Linked DNA regions of Danio rerio: region 2 is linked to region 1. The links are chromatin contacts, called in public Hi-C maps. All regions are on one chromosome and are shown on one strand. The core of a region is the stretch at or near the end of the contact, and the rest is flanking DNA. Distances in the headings are between cores, read along the strand shown.

The links. A called contact is a pair of places that touch in the nucleus more often than the background predicts.
Region 2: a contact with region 1 is called in a Hi-C map of embryo, with 7 times the contacts expected there. The contact joins two enhancer-like sites. A contact is called at or near these places in 7 of 18 Hi-C or Micro-C datasets (caudal fin, embryo, hematopoietic stem cells and 2 more) and 1 of 4 datasets of contacts at active chromatin or transcription factors (caudal fin).

Annotation. Positions count from the first base shown.
Region 1 is chr7:48,305,287-48,311,355 of GRCz12tu, reverse strand. All of the region lies in intron 12 of znf536 (zinc finger protein 536), which reads right to left. LOC141375119 (a long non-coding RNA gene) reads left to right here. Exons shown (of 3, transcript XR_012382633.1): 2 at 2,105-2,280; 3 at 3,900-5,322. Among named protein-coding and RNA genes, the nearest start is that of tshz3b, 270 kb to the left of the region's middle. Within about 2 kb of position 3,460, at least 8 of the 62 cell types and tissues checked have an H3K27ac peak or open chromatin away from gene starts, as enhancers often do.
Region 2 is chr7:49,021,023-49,027,091 of GRCz12tu, reverse strand. No RefSeq gene overlaps it. Among named protein-coding and RNA genes, the nearest start is that of znf507, 28 kb to the left of the region's middle. Within about 2 kb of position 2,836, at least 4 of the 62 cell types and tissues checked have an H3K27ac peak or open chromatin away from gene starts, as enhancers often do.

The DNA.
Region 1 (6,069 bases), core at 2,211-4,710:
AATACACTGTAAAACCTCATTTTCCTTAACACTCAGGTTAAGGAAACTCCAACTATTTGAGTAAACCAATTGCAACAAACCATTTACGTTCAAAAACTAATCCTAATGAGTACTGTAAACTTAATCCATTTGAGTAAATGAAGCAATTTGAGCACAGTAAAACCCAATAAATGAAGAGAACTCAAACCAACTGAGTACTGTAAAACCCTATAAGTTAAGGCAACTCAAACCGTCTGAGGAAACAGATTGCAACAAACCATTTGAGTTAAAAAAATCGAGTACTGTGAATTTGCTCCATTTAAGTTGAAGTAATGAAGTATTTAATTAACTTATTGCCTTCAACACTGAGTTCAAAACTCTTTTCATATGAGTAGAATTAACTTTCAGTCAATTTTGAGTTAACTAGTCTTTTGATAAGACTGATTGTTGGGTTTTACAGTGTATGTTCACTTAAACATTAATATATTTGAATTGGTATAGGTTAGAATAATTATATTGTGTGTATATATGTATATATGTATATACATATATACATATATACATATATTATTAGGCTGACTAACAGGACATTGTTTCTCCTATATTTTTATGTTTTATTTTCATCTGAAACTTCAAAGCAACAATGTAATGCTTTCTTCACCTTAATATGTTTATTATATATTAAATTTGCTAATTTAATTTTACGCAGACACTAAAATCATTGTCATTTCTATTTGACCTGCTTGTGTTTAACGTTTTCTTTTTATATATTCGATAAATCTGACAAAATATCTCAAATAAAAGTCTATATGTGTGTGTTGCATAATCATTATGCGTCTCAGCAGTACAGGCGTCTCTTTCTTTTTCTTTCTTGTTCCCTCTTTCAATCATTCCTCTCTTCAAAGCTCTCTGGTGATTCACATCTACTGCAGCTGAGGTGACATCAACTAGTATGAAGAATTTTATTTCTCCATTCTCCCTCTCTTTCTCTTCGCTATGTGTCAATCCTTCCCACATTTCTTCACTCTCTTTCCTGAAACTGAGTCCTGTGTGAGTAAAAATTCCAATGTAGTTGTTACCAATGGCCAATAAATCTTGGGAATGCTTTGCGGCCAAAAACCACACAAGAGGACATTTTCAGCTCTATACATACAGTACTGTACAAAGCTTTGCAAGACAACATATGGAACTGACAAGTAGTTCTTTTTTTATCATTTTCACCCATTTTCTCGCTCTTTCCATCATTTTCTAACATTGTCTCAAAATAGAGAGAGAAAAAGAGAGCAAGAAGAGTTCTATTATTTTCATCAGTGTGCCATTATCACGCCTGCCTAATTAACCCCTGAAGGCCTCATATGTGAAGATCAGAGGGCGAAGGAGGAGGAGGGAGAAGAGACGACAACACCCACTTCCTGAAAATTCCCCAATATCACTCCATCATTGTCCTTCCCACAGTCCATCATGCCATAATTAAAACAAAACGATCCCATTTATTTATTCTGTTCACTCATACAGTACATTGAATCTTACAGTATAAACTATCTTTACCATCATAGTTTCAATATAAAAATGCTAGGCTGTGTGTGGATTTTTTTTTTTTTTTTTTTTTTTTTTTTGCAATAGCCAAAAACAGATTGGATCAAATTATCTATTTTTATTTTATGGCAAAAAAAAAAAAAAAACTAATAAAAAATAATCATCAAAAATATGTAATCAAAAATAACAAGAATATCAAGTAAAGATGCATGATGTTCCATGACGATATTTCTGTATAAAATTCTGTATAGTTCTGTCAGATTCTTGAATCTGATTGGCTGATAGCTGTGTGATATTCTGCAAATAACAGCACAAGTCCAGCCTCTTCACCCTTCACCCTTGTGTATTACTCTGCCCAGGACACTCTACAGTTTTACACATATTGCTTCTGCAACATAATGTATTTTGAGGCTTCTTTAGTCGAGAATGTAGCTGTTTAGTTTGGAACTATGCAGTTTATATATATATATATATATATATATATATATATATATATATATATATATATATATATATATATATATATATATATATATATATATATATATATATAAAGATAGTCCTTATATTAAAATACTTATAATTCCAGAGATTCAGTGCACCAGCCGCCATCAGCCTGTCTGTGCAGACCAAAGAAAGTGACGGTTGACGTTCCGCCACAAGATGGCGACAGAGACATAATAATAAGTCCTGAGGGGAGGGAAAAAGTCAGCGTTTTCTCAGCGCGAGTTTCAAACTACAGCAGAACAAATCATAATAAAACAGGTAAGTGACATTCTAAGTCGATCTCTCTTTTTAGTATGCTGTATCTCTCTTTAGTGTTTGTTTTACTTTTGCTTGTTCAGGGTTAATTGTGATATCCTGATTGCAACATAAAAACACTGGCAAATCTCTGGCATTTCATCTCGTTCAGTCTTATAATCTTAAAATATGAGCAAAAATCACCTGTTTTTATCATCACTTTAGGCATTAAGCTAGAGAATTATTTAAGAACTAGCTCTAAAATGATGTTTGTGAAGTAGCAACAGTTTCTGCTGTTCTGACATGAGCTGCAGATGTGAATGAATGGCGGAAGAAAGTAGTTCCGCATACAAAAGAGTTTTTGAGACTCCATGTTTGATTTTCTTTTTCATACACACAATTATGCTGTCAAACTGTTGTATAAATGCAAAAACACACTCGTAGCAGTGCGATATGGCTGTATATCAGCACTGGTGGGGGGCACTAAAGCATTAGGCCTGTGGCCTCAAGCCAACACATACCTCATATAAATATTAGTAATGTGCAATGCTAAATACTTCATTTAGACAACTTCATTGGCTATTTTCTCAGTATTTAGATTTTTCTAACCTCCAGATTGCAGATTTTCAAATGTTGTATTGTACAAATCAATGGAAAGCTTATTTATTTATCATTTAGATGATTCATAAATCACGATTTCCCAAAAATTTACATTTGTGACTTGTTTTGTGACTACAGTCATATTAAGTCAAATTACACTTTCTGGGTTAAAAAATCTATTGAATATTAAATACAATAGTCCATTTTTAGTCCATATTTGACCCAAAATTGGGTTGAAAAAAAACAACAATTATTTCAGTTTAGTCTGTATCCATTTTCCTTTATCTAGCCTTTCTGAAGACATGTCTAATGCTCCCTCTTGTGGCGCCTCCTCTTAAATTCTCTATTTCATTCTGCTTTTCTTATCTCACCATTCACACGCATACAGTCTAAAAGATATCAAACACGATGCGTTTGAACAGTATACGATTGTGGAAAGCATGCAAACACATCCTCTCTCTCTCATGCACATACGCATATGCAGACATGGAGGTGCCTTGGCATGTAATCAAAATCAGTCTTATATAAATTCCATCTGATGCCAGAGCCACCATCTGTGAAAGAGTGCTGCCTCTCACCTCTGTCTGTCTGTGAGAAGTCGCCCTCTCCAACGCTCAGCAACAAAGACTGTGCGTATGTGTGTGTGTGTGACAGAGAAAGAGCGGGAGAAGGGTGTTGAGGAGGAAAAATGATTAATTTGCAGAATGCTTGTGATTTGCTCATATATTATTATAACAGCTCATCAGCACATGACGAATCCCTTGCCCCACGCAGCAGAAAGAACCTGCAGGGCTTCAGCACTTTTACTGTGTGTGTGTTTACACACTCAAGCATGTGTCCCTGTGTATGTGTGGCATGTCTTTGAAAAATAATAGCTCATGAGCATGTCATGAATGCCTGTTTCTGCATGTGTGTGTGTGTGTGTGGCTTTGTGTGGGGGAAATACTGCATGTGCACTGTGTGTGTTTTGTTCTGTGTGTGTGTGTTTTTTGTGTGTGTGTGTGCGTGTGTGTGTGTGTGTGTGTGTGTGTGTGTGTGTATAGGCTGGCACCTGACAGACTGCAGAGACTCTAATGACTTTCAGATGCTCACCGTGAGTAACTCCAGCTTGAGAACAAGTAAGATTGGAGTATTGAAGGAGAGAGAGAGAGAGAGACTTCCGCTCTGTGGGTGATTAAGGGTATAAATGCTCATATCCTTTCAACTCGCACTGCAAATATGAATGAGGTCACCTGAGTTAAACACTTCCGTTTGGTGTCAGTATCACATGTGAAAGAGTATGTTATGGTTTTCAGAACAAACGAGAAGCTAATACAGAGCGACTTTTGTTTTAGATACAATATTTTTTTGTTTTTAAGTCAGGAATGAAAACAGATTAAAAAAAACTGTAACAATAATTGTGTTTTGGAACTTTTTGGACAATTGGATCTCACTAAAAGTCCCTTTTTTGTTCCTAAATTATATTTGTTGTTTTTTTCAGGTTTTTTTTTTTTGCATTTGCATTTGCATTATACTGTAAGATATACGTAGGTCCACACGGAATCTGTGCATGCAGAAATCTGCTGATTTTAAACCCATTATTGAGTCTATATTTTTACTTGTGTAAATGTGTGTACATTTATATTTAATCAGTTTTTAAATGAATTTCAATAATATTATTGACTTAATGCTCATTTGATTTATTTACAATACAGTTTGCAAAGTAATATTTTCTGTCTTTTTGTAGATATGAGTGTTTAACTTTGTTTACCAAATAAATGGATCAAAGTGGGTTTGCATTACAAACATTAAATAAAACTTAAAAAGATATACATTTTTATTTCATATATTAAGCTTTTATATGCTATACTCCCAAAATCATCCTGCATAAATTTGCAGATGTTTTTTTTACAACATTCTGCACAGAAATAGCATAAAATGTCCACAGATTTGATCTGGCCCTAGCTTAAGGTAGGGGATATTGTCGCCTAAATTTTTCTTAACTTGAAAACATGTTCTAGTTGCATTTATAAGTTGACTGGAAGTTGTCAAAACCAAAATTGTCAACGATTCAAATTGTCTTTATACAGTATGCATGTATGCATCTAGTGACTGATCCCAGCCCGATAGCAAAGTATGCATATTTGATTGCAGTCATTCCTTTTTTGTATTTTTGTTTCTCAATAATTCAATGTTTTTGAAAAAATTCACCTGCGGCTTGATATACCAGATCGGAGAGATTCCCCTCTTCCAAGTGGAGAGGAGTTATAAACAGATACATGATATCTACCAATTTCTGCTTCCTGTAGTGACACAATGTTTGCATACTTTATCACAGACGCAGTAGATTAGATGCTTTATTTGTCAGATGCACAGCATCTTCAGATCTTTTCATGAAGCAACAGATACAAATAAATGCAATGTTCACAGGAATAAAGTTCAACATTGGACTGTACCATTTACATATCAATAAAGTGTGTCTACTGTAAATATTAGGGATTTGTGTATTAGCCTCTGATGTTTATTAGCCAATATTGGATGAATTTAAAGCTATTGGCTTATCGCTGTAAAAGAAAATGCAGATACCGATAATATATTAATTACGTGGAGGAAATGACTTCCATGTCTTTTAAATTCATTCATTTATTTTTCTTCGCTTTAGTTCCTTTATACATAAGGGGTCACCACAGCGTAATCAACCGCCTACGTATCAAGCATATGTTTTACACAGTAGATATCCTTTTAGCTGCAACCCAGCACTGGGAAACATCTATACACACTCATTCACATACACTATGGCCAATTTAGTTTATTCAGTTCACCCATAGCGCATGTCTTTTGACTGTGGGGGAAACTGGAACATCTGGAGAAAAGCCACCCGAATATGCAAACTCTACACAGAAATGCCAACTAAGAGTCACTGAGACATTTTTTTTTATTTATTTTTTATTTTATTTTTTATTAATTTTTTTCTCAGAGCAAAATTCTTCACAAAACAAATCATTAAATACTTACAAAAATAAATATTATCTGCACAAAATATCACAGCTTCATCTAATATGTAAAAGAAAAAAGTGAGTAAAGAAACTGGTTTACACTATGTTCAAGTGTTGGCACAAAATATGTGGCTATAGTTTTGGTTAAAATTTCTTGAACGATGGAAGGGACTGCATTAGTAAGTCAATATTTTTTTCTAGTGCAGCACAATTTATCATTATATACAGATATAGCAAT
Region 2 (6,069 bases), core at 1,587-4,086, 720 kb before region 1:
TATATTTATGGACAAGGGCGGCACGCAATCTCGAAGCCTTTGTCCACAAGTGAAGAAAATATGGTTTCAGTTGGTGCTTTCTGGCACCTACCGAAAGTAATGATTGATTATAGGCAGCGAGAGCCCTCTGTACTAATTTCATCATCGCTGACAAAATAAATAAATAAGAGAAAAAAGGGGCCACATAAAATGTTGTTTTCCAGTGTCTATCTTGTTGGGTTATTTTCTCGATTTCTTTATTTTGTGAGAGTGTCAGGGAAAATTAATGTAATTAACTCACCCTGAGGCAGAGTGTTGCACTTGAAGTTTGTCACCCTGAAATTCTGTTATCTGGGAATGAAGGAGAAAAACACAATCGCCCTCTCTGCTGTTATTTTTCCCCCTCTCATATTGAATTTACGCTCGGTGCTTGAATGTCTTGAAGAGGCACCGATGTCGCTGTCAGAGCTTCTGCTCTCATTTGGGCTGGAGAAGGCGATGTGTGCGTCAGCTCGGCTCAAATCACCGCTAATACGTCTTAATGAGTAACGCTGACTGTCGCTCATGATTTGCTGTAAATATTTTCAGTGCTACTTCGTCCTTTGCTTAACGTCTCTCTGGCAGAAGGAATCAAACAAACCATAAGTATTGTCGCCACATGAACCGGAGTTATTTTGGGTGTCCAGCCGAGAGGAGATTCATCAGCTAACGAACTCTTGATGTTTGTCAAATGATCAGGAACCAGTCCTGCGTATCACGTCGTAAAGCGCAGACCTGTCCTGCAGCAGCCTCTGAAGTGACAAAACAAAGAGCTGAACGTACCCGTGTTGTCTGTAAATATTTAAACTTAGCAAAGCATATTTTACTTTGAAAATCCCAGGAGCATTACTGTATGACAAATGATCGCATGCGGCATAATGCTTCGGTTGTGCAACTGGAGATGCGGAGCTGGAATCAAACTCAGCGTCAGGAGCGGGACTGAACACATTTTTAAGCAGAGTTTTACGATTAGTGTCAAGAGGAAATTACAGATTTAGAGGCCACTGGATTTTTGTGTTGTACTTGTGGCTGTGACCTTGTTCCTCTGCTTTGTGTGTTCAAGTCCATTAGCCTGAGTATCCACCACACAACTGTAACCCTAACCTTTAATGCACATGGTAAAGAAGTACAATGTGATTGCATTTAGAGTTGGGTTGGGTCAACATGACCTCTAGCTGAACTCTCTGTTCAGGTTTTGTCAGATGCTGTGATTACATCTACAAAATTACTAGCATTACCATTAATTGCATTAATAGGTCTTACATTACCTTAATAGAACAACTTATAATGTTGCCTTACAATAGAACAACTTGCAATCAGCCAATCACATGGCAGCAACTCAATGCATTAAGGCATGTAGACATGGTCAAAACGATCTGCTGCAGTTCAAACTGAGTATCAGAATGGGGAAGAAAGGTATTTTAAGTGACTTTGAACATGGTATGGTTGTTGGTGCCAGACGAGCTGGTCTGAGTATTTCAGAAACTGCTGATTTACTGGGGTTTTCACGCACAACCATCTCTAGGGTTTACAGAGAATGGTCCAAAAAAAGAGAAAACATCCAGTGAGCGGCAGTTCTTTGGGTGCAAATGCCTTGTTGATGCCAGAGGTTAGAGGAGAATGGCCAGACTGGTTTGAGATAAGGCTACTTTTATAGGCACAAATAAAGTGAATTGCCTTTAAAGTGAAATACTTTAACATAAACATAGGAGGATGATAAAAAAAATGCTCATTTTAGGAAAAAAAAAAAAAACTTTAGATGGCATTTAGAGGTTTTTGCAACGGAACTCTTCATATATATATTTAGTTGTTTTAAAAAACTGAATAAATAAGATAAAAACAAACTAATAAATGATAGATTAACACTATCTAGTAATTATAATCATTTTAAAATGAGGGATAAATAATTGTAAATGATTAAAACTAATAAATTATCCAAATCGTAATTAAAATAAATGAATTAATTTAGATGAAAACAAAGAAAAACACAAATTAGATTAAAATGAATAATACAAATCAAATTAGGTTAAAATAAGCAAAGACATGAATAAACACAGCACTTTAATGAGTAGAGCAATGTGATAATGTATCTTTAAATATTTTAGAACCATTTATAATATCAGTTGTCCACAGTGTAAACTGGGTCTTCAAGCAAAGCAAATAAATCCTAAAATAAAAAAGAAAACGAACTACAAGCTACTGAGTTTTTGTTGCATAATTTACATTGTCAACCCAGACATCATTTCCAACTAGTAGAAATGTTAACATTTGTCACTTTGTTAAACTGCAGAGTAAAATGTTCAACATCAAAAGTTGTCAAAGCAGAGATCAAAGTCCCATTATGCAATTTTTAAGTGTAAAAAAGCTTAAACACCTGCCAATCACAAGCTTAAACTATATTTCTGTTAAATTACTTCCATCTGCTACTTAACATATGTTGACAGTGTACAATAAACTCTATTCCTTTGACATTTTAAAATCAGATGATCAGTTTTTGCAGGAAACCTGAATTGTATGAGGTTTTTTTTTTTTAACTTAGCTGCAATTATACTATAGATGTACACATAAAAATGAACAACTGCAGCATTACATATTATTAATTATCATTTAAAGTGAAGGACAGCATCCGGACAGCGTTTTCTTCCTGTAGAAACGAGCACTATTTCAGCAGCTTTTCATTGATCACTGTTCTGTCCTGACAAAGCGCTGACGAAGGCCGATTCATCATAGCCAGAGATGAATTCATGCAGGGCCTTAAAGGGCTATAAACCTCAGAGGCTTATTTGAGGCCAACCTTGTTCTAACCTTTGACCCCTGAGGCTGCAATCCTGACCACACATCCTGACCCTCAGTCCTCGCCTCCGCCGCTGCGCACCGTATATACCATTACAATTCAGCCAGTCTCCAGCGGCCTTTAAAATAGCAGTGTGTGTAATTACACTATAGCAAAGGCAATATGTAGGGCACTGCCTAACTACAGGCTTTAAGTTTAATTAGCACTTAATTACCGACATTGCTTAACTGGTTATCCAGGAGGACTAGCAGGCATTAGCAGTGCGGAGATAGGAAGATATGGAGAAAATATGGTACCGCAAAGCTGCGGTCCTACCGTTAATGCCGGAGCTCTAGAGAAACAGTATGAATGTCTGCGTAGCATTTTAATGAATTTGTTATGTGCAGTATGGATTTCTCACTCTCTCTCTCTCTCTCTATATATATAAATGTATTTCATATCTAAGTAGATGAGTAGCTAAGGTGTTGGTCAGTGTCTAACACCAGCAAATGAGAAGTGTGTGTTTATGTGTGTGTGTTTTATAATACTGGAGGCTGAATGATAGGAGTGTGTGGGAGTGAGCGGCAAAAGAAAGACAAAAGGAGCGCAGGACTGAATGTCATCCTGAAAATAATATAAATTAATTGGCTGGAGAAAATCAGAGAGGAAAATCTGCCCTGCTAGTAATTAGGTTCCAGATTAGTAATGACTGGATTCGGGAAAAAAAAGTCAGTTTGCCCATTTATTTTTTTATCTTTTTGGTGAGACTTAATTTGTCGTGGAAAAAAATGGTATTTTTAAAGGGCACCTAAACCTTGGTTTTAATTGGGGTGAGTGGACAGGCTACAAAGCATTGTTGGATATGTACTGATGCTGCTTGTGTAAATCAATTTCTCAGAGAATAAGTGTTTTCCTTTAGTTAAGAAAAGGTTCAGTATTACAGGAAAACAAATGAACTTTCAAATGTATGATTATGAGTATGATACATGGTTGTCAGTTTTCACAATGTAATAAAAAAATCGAATTAATTCAACATTTTTAATTGTATTTGTTTTTTATTTGATGCATTACTATTAATATATGACATGTAAATATGAAATGAATCCACATAATCTGAGTATATATGCTGTTTTTTGACTGCTTTGCAGATAGTATATATGAATGGCTGCAGAAAGAACTAGAATGCATTGTACAAACATTGATTTATTTTAAAGTGTGCTTTAGATACTACTACTACAACTACTACTACTACTACTACTACTACTAATAATAATAAATTATAATCATAATAATTTAGTCAAGTCAACACTGAAACAGACTGTGCCTTTTATGACATGTATTAAGATACTTGAAAATGTATTCATACAGTTCACTAATTATTTGTTTTGTTAATTAAATTAACTTTTTTTCTTAACATATATGACAGAAGCAGTGTTTTACACCAGCAAAAAAAGTAAAATGTGGTAGACGATAATAATGATAATAAAAAAAAATTAAATAAAAACAATGTGTGTGATATCTCAGTTTTTAAGACCCACAGAATTTTATTTTAAGGGGTTGAGAAAAGGTGGTTCAACCAAATACAAATAAGCATGTGGAATTGTGTATTTTTGTAAACAAAAATGAAAGATTAATAAAATATAAGATATATAAGATATATAATATAAGATACATTTAATGTCTAGCTTTGATTTAGAGGGAGGGATGTAACATTTTCTTTAAAACCCACAAATATCACATGCAATTGACACAACTGCGAGTAATGCAAACATTCAATCTGTTTAATCTATGTATTTAGCAAATGCTTCCAAAAATTGATAAAATACAACAAAATAGATGTTTCTTTAAAAAATGGTTTGTTTATTTTGTCAGTGTGTAAAGTATTGACAGACACCAAATATATTCCTTTTATACCAAATAAATTTTTCCCAAATAGATTTTTTCCCCTATTACTTAGTTAGCCTAAGATTAAAACAACATTGCATAGGAATGGATTCTTTGTTTCATAAGTATATACTTTTTCCTTAATACACTGATTCAACATCAATGACTTATGATTTGATGACTTTTAATGCTGACACTCATTCAAGACTTCCTGTATTGCTTTGTCCAGCAACATAGCCTAAACTAAACAGCAGAAAATTATGTGCTGTTAGTGTTAACGTTAGTGTGTATTCAGCTGCTTTTGTTGTCTATGATATCAATACGAAATCACACAAAAACAGTTAAAGATGGCTAACAGTTCTTCAAAAAGTGTTTCAAGTCATATTTCCGGGAAGAAAAAGGCCACATTATCCTACCCCTCTCCAGTTTGTGCCGCAAAACACCGACAGATGGCGCTCTCTGTCACCTCAATCTTCCATTCTTCCCGAGAGAGTCTCACAGCACGCTGATGTTTGATTCACTAAATGTAAGTCTTTGTTTGCCTCCTTTCACCTGCAAAATCACACCAGATAAACAGCACGTTTGCGTTCCAGGTGATGGAAATTCATACTAAAGTGACACATCATAGGACAAACGCCTTTTGATATGCGGTGATGTCGCTTATTTGCATACAGCTACGAGACCACTTGTGAATTTCCAGTTTCTCAAAATTTATAGAGTTTGAGTAAAACGTATTTAAAAAACTATCACTGTAAAGTACTGTTGACATTTGTTCCAAAATTTCAATGTCATTTATCATGCAAAAATGTTATTGTAATTAACAATAACAATAGAAAGAGTAGCTTATAGACATGTGTAGCTACATGTTTTAGAGAACACTACTTCAGAAGAGTTAAGAAATCACTAGGATTTGATGTAGTGATCCTCATTGTTTTTCTGTAGCTATGAATAAAAACATTTTATTCTGAACATTTTTATTTTTATAAAAACAACTGCTCTAAATGACAGTAGGTGAGAGCGGAGCACAAAGTAGGTTTTGGTCAAATAATGAACAAAGTAATTGGGTTAGACAAACCATATTTTTTTACTAACAACACACAAGCCTCTCCTACAAATGAGCACTGAATTAAGTATGATCGCCGAACCTATATGGTTTCTGTGCAGTATTGCCAAAAGTGCCAGGAGTAAAAATGTTACTATTTACCTCACCTGCGGGGCAAATAGGCTGTATGCACACAGACTTTTAATTCTCAGCCAGGCAGCCAAATGTCTTTCCATTAAAAATTGTCAGGTTTAAGGTCTGATTTCTTTAAAAATCAGAAATTTTTCATTGCTTGTTAGATATAAGATATAAAGTAGGTCTCAGATCGGACAAGAAGCACTGCATTAAAATC